Regions from separate parts of the Sus scrofa genome. Here region 2 is linked to region 1. Evidence: chromatin contacts called from public Hi-C data. All regions are on one chromosome and are shown on one strand. The core of a region is the stretch at or near the end of the contact, and the rest is flanking DNA. Distances in the headings are between cores, read along the strand shown. Region 1 holds the start of HACD1 (very-long-chain (3R)-3-hydroxyacyl-CoA dehydratase 1). Region 2 overlaps STAM (signal transducing adapter molecule 1).

What was found. A called contact is a pair of places that touch in the nucleus more often than the background predicts.
Region 2: a contact with region 1 is called in a Hi-C map of embryonic fibroblasts, with 4 times the contacts expected there. The contact joins the enhancer-like site here to the promoter of HACD1 in region 1. A contact is called at or near these places in 2 of 5 promoter capture datasets (fetal liver and fetal skeletal muscle), 9 of 47 Hi-C or Micro-C datasets (alveolar macrophages, embryonic fibroblasts, mesenteric adipose tissue and 4 more) and 2 of 2 datasets of contacts at active chromatin or transcription factors (alveolar macrophages and skeletal muscle).

What each region holds. Positions count from the first base shown.
Region 1 is chr10:43,926,061-43,930,970 of Sscrofa11.1, forward strand. HACD1 (very-long-chain (3R)-3-hydroxyacyl-CoA dehydratase 1) reads right to left here and starts at 3,381. Exons shown (of 7, transcript XM_013980233.2): 1 at 3,040-3,381. The coding sequence starts at 3,296.
Region 2 is chr10:44,000,989-44,005,676 of Sscrofa11.1, forward strand. It overlaps STAM (signal transducing adapter molecule 1), which reads left to right. Exons shown (of 16, transcript XM_021064813.1): 10 at 2,074-2,161; 11 at 3,349-3,403; 12 at 3,957-4,110. Among named protein-coding and RNA genes, the nearest start is that of TMEM236, 52 kb to the right of the region's middle. Within about 2 kb of position 1,678, at least 10 of the 83 cell types and tissues checked have an H3K27ac peak or open chromatin away from gene starts, as enhancers often do. A contact at or near this core is called in alveolar macrophages, embryonic fibroblasts, fetal skeletal muscle and 1 more, where this site is marked.

The sequences.
Region 1 (4,910 bases), core at 2,131-4,630:
ATGGAGAAAATAAAGCAAGCGAGGGGGATAAAGAGTGTGTGGGTGCAGTTGCTACTGGAATGAAGATAGGCACGGAAGATCGGAGATATGAGTAAAAATCTGAAGGAAGTTTTACTCACATGAACAAGGTAAATCCAGGAAAAATGAAAGATCATGCTAAGCTTACAGAATGAAAGGTCATGCCAAGCTTACATGCTAAGCAAGATCTTTTTTACACTTAGGTCAAAATGTTTTTTGGGGGTTTTTTTGGGGTTTTTTTTGTTTTTGTTTTTGTTTTTGGTTTTTTTTGCTTTTTAGGGCCGAAGGGGCAGCACATGGAAGTTCCCAGGCTAGGGGTCCAATCAGAGCCACAGCCGCTGGCCTACGCCACAGCCACGGCAATGCGGAATCCAAGCCATGTCTTCGACCCAGACCATAGCTCACGGCCACCCAGTGAGGCCAGGGATCGAACCTACATCCTCATGGTTACTAGTCAGGTTCGTGTCCGCTGAACCACAACAGGAACTCCCAAAGTATTATTTCTTAAATATCATCTTATGGTTTTCAAAACGATCACAAAAAAAATCAATAAACCCTCCAAAGTTCTGCCAAAAGAGAAAAATGAAGCAAGCAAGTCAAATGGACAGAAAGAACCTCTGCTCCCCAAACCAAACATATGCTAAATGCACATGGCGTGGTGGCTGTGTCCCACTCTCAACGCCGCAACTTCGCCAGCCTCATCTGCCACCGCTCCCCAGCCCTCTGATTAAATTGGGAGGCTTTCTTGCATCTCATGCCTACCATCAGAATTCGTCTCACTTGAAATGTCTACCCTCTACATCGGCAAATCCTATTCCTTCTTCCAATCTCAAGGCCTTGAGAAAGCCTCCCAAGAGGCTCAGTTATATGGCTTATTCCATTTCCCTTACCTTTGCCTTTAAACAGAGATGAAAATGGCATGGGACCTTCTCGACACAAGAGGGAGACAAGTTTCGCGGGAGCAGTGGTTTGTGAGCCAGGGAGGGAAGGTTAGGGATGAAGTGAGGGAACATTTAAGTCCATTCCAGGTGGGGTAAGAGACCCAGAAAACTTCAAAGAGGTGGCTTGGTTAGAAGTCACCAGAGGACGACAGGGAATATTACCCAGAATGATTATCAGCCTGAGCAAAGATGGAGAGAGCCACGAAAACAAAATTGCATGGTGTTTTGAGGGCAGGGTGAGATATTGGAGATTTCAAAAGCAATAAAACTGGAAAGGGGAATCGGGGAGATAATGCAAAGAGCCTTGAAGGACAGACAGCCAAAAATCCCTTCCATTACAGCGGAGGTTAATGGGGTGTCACCCAAAGCTTTAAACCAGAGTTATGCATCGAGTCTCATTTTTTCAAAGGTAACCTGGCCTTCAAAAGGGAGAGTGTTCTGGAAAGGAAAGGGACAGCAGACCATTAATAAATGGCAGGTGTCCCCAAGTGTTTATTAATTGGATGAGATTAGCAGAGAGGAGAGGGAATTTTTCAGCCTCCAGGTTATCGAAAGGCTGCAGCACACAGTGTGTCTTCAACGGTTCTCCAGTAGCTCTGAATATATTAGTTTTCTCTTTCAAGATCTGTTGTACAGCACAGGGCTCTCTAATCAATATTCTGTGATAATCTTTATTGGAAAAGAATCTGAAAGAGAATGGATATAATACAACTGAATCCCTTTGCTCTACAGCAGTAATTAACACATTATAAATCAACTATACTTCAATAAAACTTCTTAAAAATCGCGAAATTTAATAGTGTAAAAAAGTAGTAGTATGGCTCCAGAGTCAGTCTGTCTGCGCTGAAATCCAAGTCTCACTCTTGCGGTTGTGTGAACTTGAGCAAGCTACTTAGCGTGTTTGTGCCTCAGTTTCCCATTCTACTAACTGTAATATCCTGCAGCCCTCAGAGGTTTGGAGAGGGTCAAAAATGTCCCTTACGTTTCAAGTAACAGACCCTGTGCCTGGCACACAGAATTTCCAATAAATGTTAATATTTTTAACCAACTATAATTAATATGAAGCACAAAATAGGTATTCAGTGCTGTGTCAAATCATTTACTAAATCTTTGTCAATCACCTTTTTCTACAAGCCCTAGAGAAGTTTAACTTCCCCCACATTTATACAAGTTAATAATAATTTCATGAGACAACAGGAAAATAACTTTTTTAAACGGCAATGCCATTTAGACACCGGAAAGCATTTTCCCAAGCAGGTTTTGAAAAGCGGTGGACCCAAGCCACTGTGAGAGCTCTTTGCAGTGATAGTCATTGTGTAACCTTAACTTGTAAGTCACACTCAAAGCCAGAAATAAAAGTACAGCCTATCTGTCATGGAGCCCTCAAGATGCTGGACACAAGTGCCATGCTCCGATAAGGTAGGGTTTTTGAAAATCGACCCAAGTAAGAAGCTGTCGGGCTCACTATTACTTAAAAAAAAAAAAAATGCGATGATATGAACCTTTAGGAACACTCTGCCCAGAGATCGGGAGCACAAGGAAATTCACTCCAGAGGCCAGGGGCCGAGGAAGCGGGTTTGGGCCACCGGCCGGGCAGCTTTGGGCTCCGGGGTGGCGGGACCCGGCGTTTGTGCACCAGGAGCTGCAGCAGCGGCGGCGCCCGGTGTGGCCGGGCCCGAGCCGCCTCCCCCGCGAGTCGGCCCCGCATTCCTGCCCGGGTCTATACTTAACCTCCGGCCCGCGCCCCGCGGCCGCCGCGCCACACCGTGCACCGTATTAGGCAATGCCCGGGAAGCAGGGCCCCGGCCCCCCCCGCCGCCCCCCGCGCGCCCCGCTCCGCTCCATTCAAGCCCGGCGACGGTGGCGGCGTAGGCGACAGCGCCCCTCCCCCACGGCCGCCACCCGCTCCCCGTTCCTACACCGCGACCACCCGGCCGCCCTGGACGCACGCGCACAGGCGCCCCCGGCCCGCTAGGCGACCCCTCCAGGGAGCCCAGCGCCCCACGCCGCCCCGCCGGCGGCCGGAGCGCGGAATGTCGGGGGGCAGCGGCGCGGGGAGGGCCCTTCGGGGCGCACGTACCCCGCGGTCATAGCGATGTTGTAGAAGGTGAGCCAGGTGGTGGCCAACAAGCCCAGGCGCCTCCTCTTGCCCGCGGCCTCCCTCTCCTCGCCGGCCTCGGAGGAGCCGCCGTTGGCGCCGTCCTCCTCGCTGGACGCCATGGTGGCCGCGCACCCGGGGGAGGTGGACGACAGGGGCAGGGGAGTGGGAGGGGGCCCGGCCGAGCGCGCCTCTGAAGCGCCGCCGCCCGCTGCCGCCGCCTCTGTCAGGCGCCCCATGTGCCGCGCGCAGGGGGCTCAGTGCCGCCAGCCCGGCCGCCCGCAGTGGGAGGGGCGGGCGCCCCCGGCCACCGCCCCGCCCCTCCCGACCCCCCGTCCCGGGTCCTGCCCACTCCGCCCCCGGTCCTGCCCACGGCCTGCGGGAGCGCGCGTCGCGTGGGGACCGGGCCGCCGGGCCTGGGCGCGGGGGCGCGAGCCCTTAGGTATGATCTGGAGGCTGCAGTGCCGTTTCCGCTTTCGGGAAAACCTCCGCCTTGCTAGCCTGCGGAACCCACTGTTAGACACATCGGGGCTTCTCGACACTGGCGACGGGGGCCCTGCTAGTGCATTTAGTGGAAATACACCTGGACTTGACCGGGCCCCGCCCAGGCTTTGCAGAGATTGTTTGTGGAGAGGGACGGTGGTAGCTTCCCGCCAAAGACTCTTTCTTAAGAGGTTCTGGGGAAGAAGCGCCCACTTCACCATTTTCCCTGCCTGTAGGGCATGTATGGGGACGAGGGGCCCGCAATCAAATTGTCCCACCTGCGTGGATTGCACTGGAGCCAGTGTTCTAAGGGCATTGAGTGCTAGGCAGCGCGGGATTGGGGGGTGGGCGGATAAGAGGGAAGCTGGAGGAAACAGGACATGACGAGACACCGAAGGAGGAAAGTTTGAACAGGTAAAGACAATCGACAGATATAAGGCTAAGAAGACGCTTTCTTGCAGGAAACGTGATATCCCACTGTTATCCATTCTCTCGCTCTCTCTCTTTTTTTTTTTTTTTTCCTACAATCTTCCTCCAAACATACATGCCTTTTCCTAAGAGCTCTTTTCTCTTTCCCCTTAAAGCACACAGTTAAGAAGGCAGGCTCTGGAGTCAGATTACTGAAATTCAAACCCTAAATTCCAAGCTCCACCAGTCTTAGTAGCTGCCTGAGCTCGGGCAACTAAATCGCTCTTATGCCTCAATTTCCTCTACCGGGATCATTTAAAAACCGGCCTCATGGGGTTGTGAGATTTAAGCACTTCCAGGCCTGGAACCGTTTGAGTCACCTGCAAATCAGTGTGTTAGCACGATTGTGGCAACTCGGATCTCCGTTGATTCAGTGAAGGAAAGTCTGCACCAGGCCAGGGAAGCGATCAGCTTCTTGGGTTGTCCTGGAACCTGAGCCTGGCCTGGGGCCAGGGACCACAACCAAAGACCACAGGGACCTGAGTCCAGGAAGCTCCTCTGTGTGGAGAGTCATCTCCAGGTGAATGAGAGGGTCCAGAGCACAGCAAAAGGAAGAAAGTTGTACTTGGTGCACCTGGCTCTGGGCACCTCCCCTAGGCTGCACTACCAGCCCCATCCGGGGATCTTAGATAATTTTGAGGAAGACCGGAAGACATTCCAATAGGGGAGGGGAAGTCTGAGATGTGGCTGGGAAAAAATACTGGCTGCAAATTGTTCAAATTTGATGAAAACTATGACCTGTTTTTAAAGGCATTCACGCTGGGAAATCAGTAAAACTATTTGCAAGTGACAACGTTGTATTCTTAGAGAAGCCTAAGGAATCCATAGAAAAGCTGCTGGAACTCGTTGCAGGATACAAGATCAGTGTAACAAAAATCAATCCTTTTATATGCTGTAGAAAA
Region 2 (4,688 bases), core at 428-2,927, 73 kb after region 1:
ACTAGATATAGTTCCCAGTTTTACACAGCCGGATCTCATTGCTCACCCCCATAGAATGGATTTATCGCTTCGTCATTCTGTTGTTAGCTCTTTTTTTTTTTTCTGTGGCTCTTTTTTTTTTTTTTTTTTTTTTTACCATTACAAACACAGTCGTAATGAGATTTTGGGGGGGGAATGTATTCAAAAGAACATGAGACTTTTATTTTTTTAATATCCGTATTCTCTGAAAATTCTATTCTTTGTCACTTTTTATTTTTTAATAATATTTATGTGTTTGTTATTTTTATTTACTTGTTTATTCTTTTTTGGCCGCCCTGAGGCATGTGGAGTTCCTGGGCTAAGGATCAGATCCGAGCCACAGTTCAACCTGTGCTGCAGCTATGGCAATACCAGATCCTTACCCCGCTGTGCCGGGTGGGGAATGAAGCTGTGTCCTGGCACTACAGAGACAGCGCTGATCTTGCTGCACCACAGTGGGAACTTCTTTGTAACATTTTAAACTACTGGTGAAAAATGAGATGTCGTCTTTAAAACACGTGAAGGGATTTGTAAGCCTTTTAGCCTTTTTTTAGGGGAACCAGAAGCAGAAAGGTTGAAGAGTGCTCTTTTAGAGAAACAGAATGCTCTTCTGCTTTTATAGAAAACTGTGCTGAGAGCCAAGGAATATGTGGGGTTTGGCCAATATCATTACATCGGAAAACGCATGTAGGCTCAGACTGTTGCTCTATCTAGAAACCTTATTTCTGTGAGAGTAGGTAATTTCAAATACAGTGTAGTATTCTGTAAACAGAACAAAAGCTACCCATGTGTTAGTTGATTCTCACTCCCATTTTATCCCCACCTCCTTTTTGTTTGTTTGTTTGTTTGCAGGCAAACCTTTCTGATATGTGCCTCCCCCCCCCACCCCCCGCCTTTCTTTGGCTGTAATTGCAGCATGCAGAAGTTCTCTGGCCGGGGACTGAACCAACACCGCAACTGTGCTGGATCCTTATTAACCCACTGAGCCAGCAGGGAACTTCTGACATGTACCTTTTTTTTTCAGACCACTTAAAGTGAAAATTATGAGTCTTTTATGTTGAAAAATGAATGCCTATTTCAAACTACAAAATTCTTTTGACTTGAGAAGAGTTTTTTTTTTAATATACCTGTGTCACGTTCACTCTAGTGATTAACTTATTTCTCAAACTGTTCCCCTGTGCAGACTGTAGAGTTTTGTTTTGGTTTAAATAACTATTTTGCTTCGAATTGGTAGTCTTGAAATTATTAACCTTATGTAGCTATGCTTAGTAGCATAAATAAGTAAAAACCACAAATGGAGAAAAGTTTGTAATTATTATGTTAGTATTCGTTAGTACATGAGAGCTGTACCTACAGATATATCTATACTAATATAATGTATGTCTTTCTGTAATGATGGCTGCATAAGTTCTGTTGGTCTTAGAACCAAAGATTCTGAGATACATGTGAATCACTGCTTTAAGATGCCTTCTGCCCTTTCACATAGGAGGATAGAGAAACTACAAATCTTCCTCCTTTTTTTTGGTGACAAACTGATACTTTGGTGGATAGAGAATGTAGACTCACTGCTTCTGGTGCCACTTAAAAGGAGAACAGCTGTAATATAGCTGAGCTGAGCTTCGCTGAAACAGCTGCTGTGTTCTCCGTGGTGGAGTCATAACGGACTTGTTAGTCATAAGCCGTGCCTTCTTGAGAGAGCAGTTACGGCTGTCAGCTTGGCCAGGCTACAGCTGCTCCAAAGCAGTGACAGAAATCCACTAGCATGACCTAAGAGACTAAAGAACTCACATGTTGTAAGTTGAGGTGTTCCTCTGTTTCTTCTCTTTTGGGAGAATTTCTCTTAGCAGTTTCCAAAATAAGTAGGAATAGCTTTCAAGGCTCTGACTTCACATGATTCTAAAGTGAATACATGGATAGTACTTACCTAGAAGAAAAGTGAATTCTTTGTATGTATGAATTATAAGCCTTCTCTACCCATTATCTAATTAATGAGGTGAGAAGGTTTTTTCCCATAGAGATTTGTTGTTTTTTATATTAACTGTTTAATTCCTATAGGATAAAATGGACCAATTGCTGCAGATGTTGCAAAGCACAGATCCCAGTGATGACCAGCCGGATCTTCCAGAGTTACTTCATCTTGAAGGTGAGCCTTATTTTCCATTTGCCTTGCAAATAAGGAGTAATAAGAGGTTGTATCTAGTGTTCTCTTACAGGTAGTTTTGTATTTAAATAAAATTGAGAATGATATAAAGAATATCAACATTTCTCACTGTTTTGTGAACAGTTTCCCATCCATATGCAATTTAAACCTTTGGTAGAATTCAGATTATTACACTTTTCTACCCAAATTAAAGATCTTGGAGTTCCCGTCATGGTTCAGTGGTTAACGAATCTGACTAGGAACCATGAGGTTGCGGGTTCGATCCCTGGCCTTGCTCAGTGGGTTAACGATCCGGCGTTGCCGTGAGCTGTGGTGTAGGTTGCAGACGCGGCTCGGATCCCGTGTTGCTGTGGCTCTGGCGTAGGCCGGTGGCTACAGCTCCGATTAGACTCCTAGCCTGGGAACCTCCATATGCTGTGGGAGCGTCCCAAGAAATAGCAAAAAGACAAAAAAAAGATCTTATTCAGCATTTTTTTAATGTTGTGAAATAGAAATTGGTGTTAAAAATTTTCTGAGATCTGTATGATCAATCTAAAATATTGATGTTAGGAGTTCCCATTGTGGCTCAATAGTAGTGAACCCAACTCGTATCATGAGCATGTGGGTTCGATCCCTGGCCTCGCTCAGTGGGTTAAGGATCTGGGGTTGCCGTGAGCTGTAGTGTAGGTAAAAAATGAGGTTCAGATCCTGCGGTGCTATGGCTGTGGTTGTAGGCTAGCAGCTACAGCTCCAGTTTGACACCTATCCTGGGAACTTCCATATGCCTCAGGCGTGGCCCTAAAAAGACAAAAAGAAAAAAAGTATTGACATTATAAATACCCAGGAAAATCAATCTTGGATTTGCTGGGCTAAGGTTAATTGAATTGGAGCTGCAGCTGCCAGCTTACACCACAGCCACAGCAACACAGGATCCGAGCCACATCTTCGACCTACACTGCAGCTCACGGCAATGTTGGATCCTTTACCCAATGAGTGAGGCCAGGGATCGGACCGTGTCCTCGTGAGTACTAGGTGGGTTCATCACCACTGAGCCACTATGGGAACTCCCATTATAATAGAATTTTTATTATTTCAAATTAGATCTTTTATGTCTTTAAATTATACAAATATCCATAACTCACTTTCTTTTGCTACATTTTCTTATATTTCTTCGAATTTTGTCATCTTAGCCATGTGTCACCAGATGGGACCTCTCATTGATGAAAAGCTGGAAGATATTGACAGGTAAAAGCAGATGCTGTATCTGTACTGTGTACCTTCTTCCCTACATGTCTTGCTAGGCTGTGCATTGAAATAGAGCTCCCTTGTATTTTATTTTATTTTTTTAAAGATACGCCAGTTCTCATTCACTTGTTTTCTATTAGATGTGGGAATTAGATGTTTGTCCCCTGTTTTTTGTAGGTGAGGATTTATTTAACTTTGACTATGTTAGTCTTTTTTTAAAATAAGAGGTAACTGTTGTTAATCATATTTGCTGTAAGTGGCATTATCAGAGCCCACAAATGACCCATCTGTTAATTAGTAGAGAAACTGGATATTTTGAGGTAAAGTCAAGAACAAAAAGCTGGAGTTCTTCCAGCACAGTACCTAAATCTTAAACAATTTTAGTTGCCTTGGAGCTAAACTATAGGGTATTTTTTGTCATGAGGTTACATTTTTTAATAATGTCTACCTATACCACTTCTTACAAATTTTGCTATTTTGATGCATCTTATTATCTAGAACATTGTGTCATTTAGATAGCAGTTGTGTTTCATGTTACCGTATAATATTTCAGGAAGCATTCAGAACTCTCTGAACTCAATGGGAAAGTGATGGAGGCACTTTCCTTGTACACCAAGTTGATGAATGAAGACCCAATGTATTCCATGTATGCAAAACTACAGAATCAACAGTATTACATTCAGTCATCTGGTGTTTCTGGTTCTCAGGTAGGCTTTTAAAAACTCAAGTATTTCAGTTTGAATTCTCAAATACATTTGAGATTATTTGGAATAGCTTTGTTTTTGTAAAATGTGAAACTTTCGAAAATTAACGTTTAGAGAAAAAAATAAAAGTTTTTTTGCTTGACAGATAACAGTGTATAGTATACTGACTACACCATTAGTTCTTTTTATGAAAATTTATTTTTCTGCAGGGGTGAGCATTAGTCACTGTCAAGCTTTAAAAAAAGAATACAGATGCTTTGGCTCCACTTCAGACGTATCAAATCCAGGCGTGACGCCCAAACATCTGTGTATATGTGTGCGTGTGTGGGTTTTTTTTTTTTTTTTTTGGTCTTTTTGCCTTTTCTAGGGCTGCTCCTGTGGCATATGGAGGCTGCCAGGCTAGGAGTCCACTCGGAGCTGCAGCTGCTGGCCTACGCCAGAGCCACAGCAACGTGGGGTCCAGGCTAGGTCTGTGAGATCTACACCACAGCTCATGGGAACACCGGATCCCCAGCCCACCGAGTGAGGCCCAGGTTCGAACCCACAACCTCATGGTTCCTAGTCGGATTCATTAACCATTG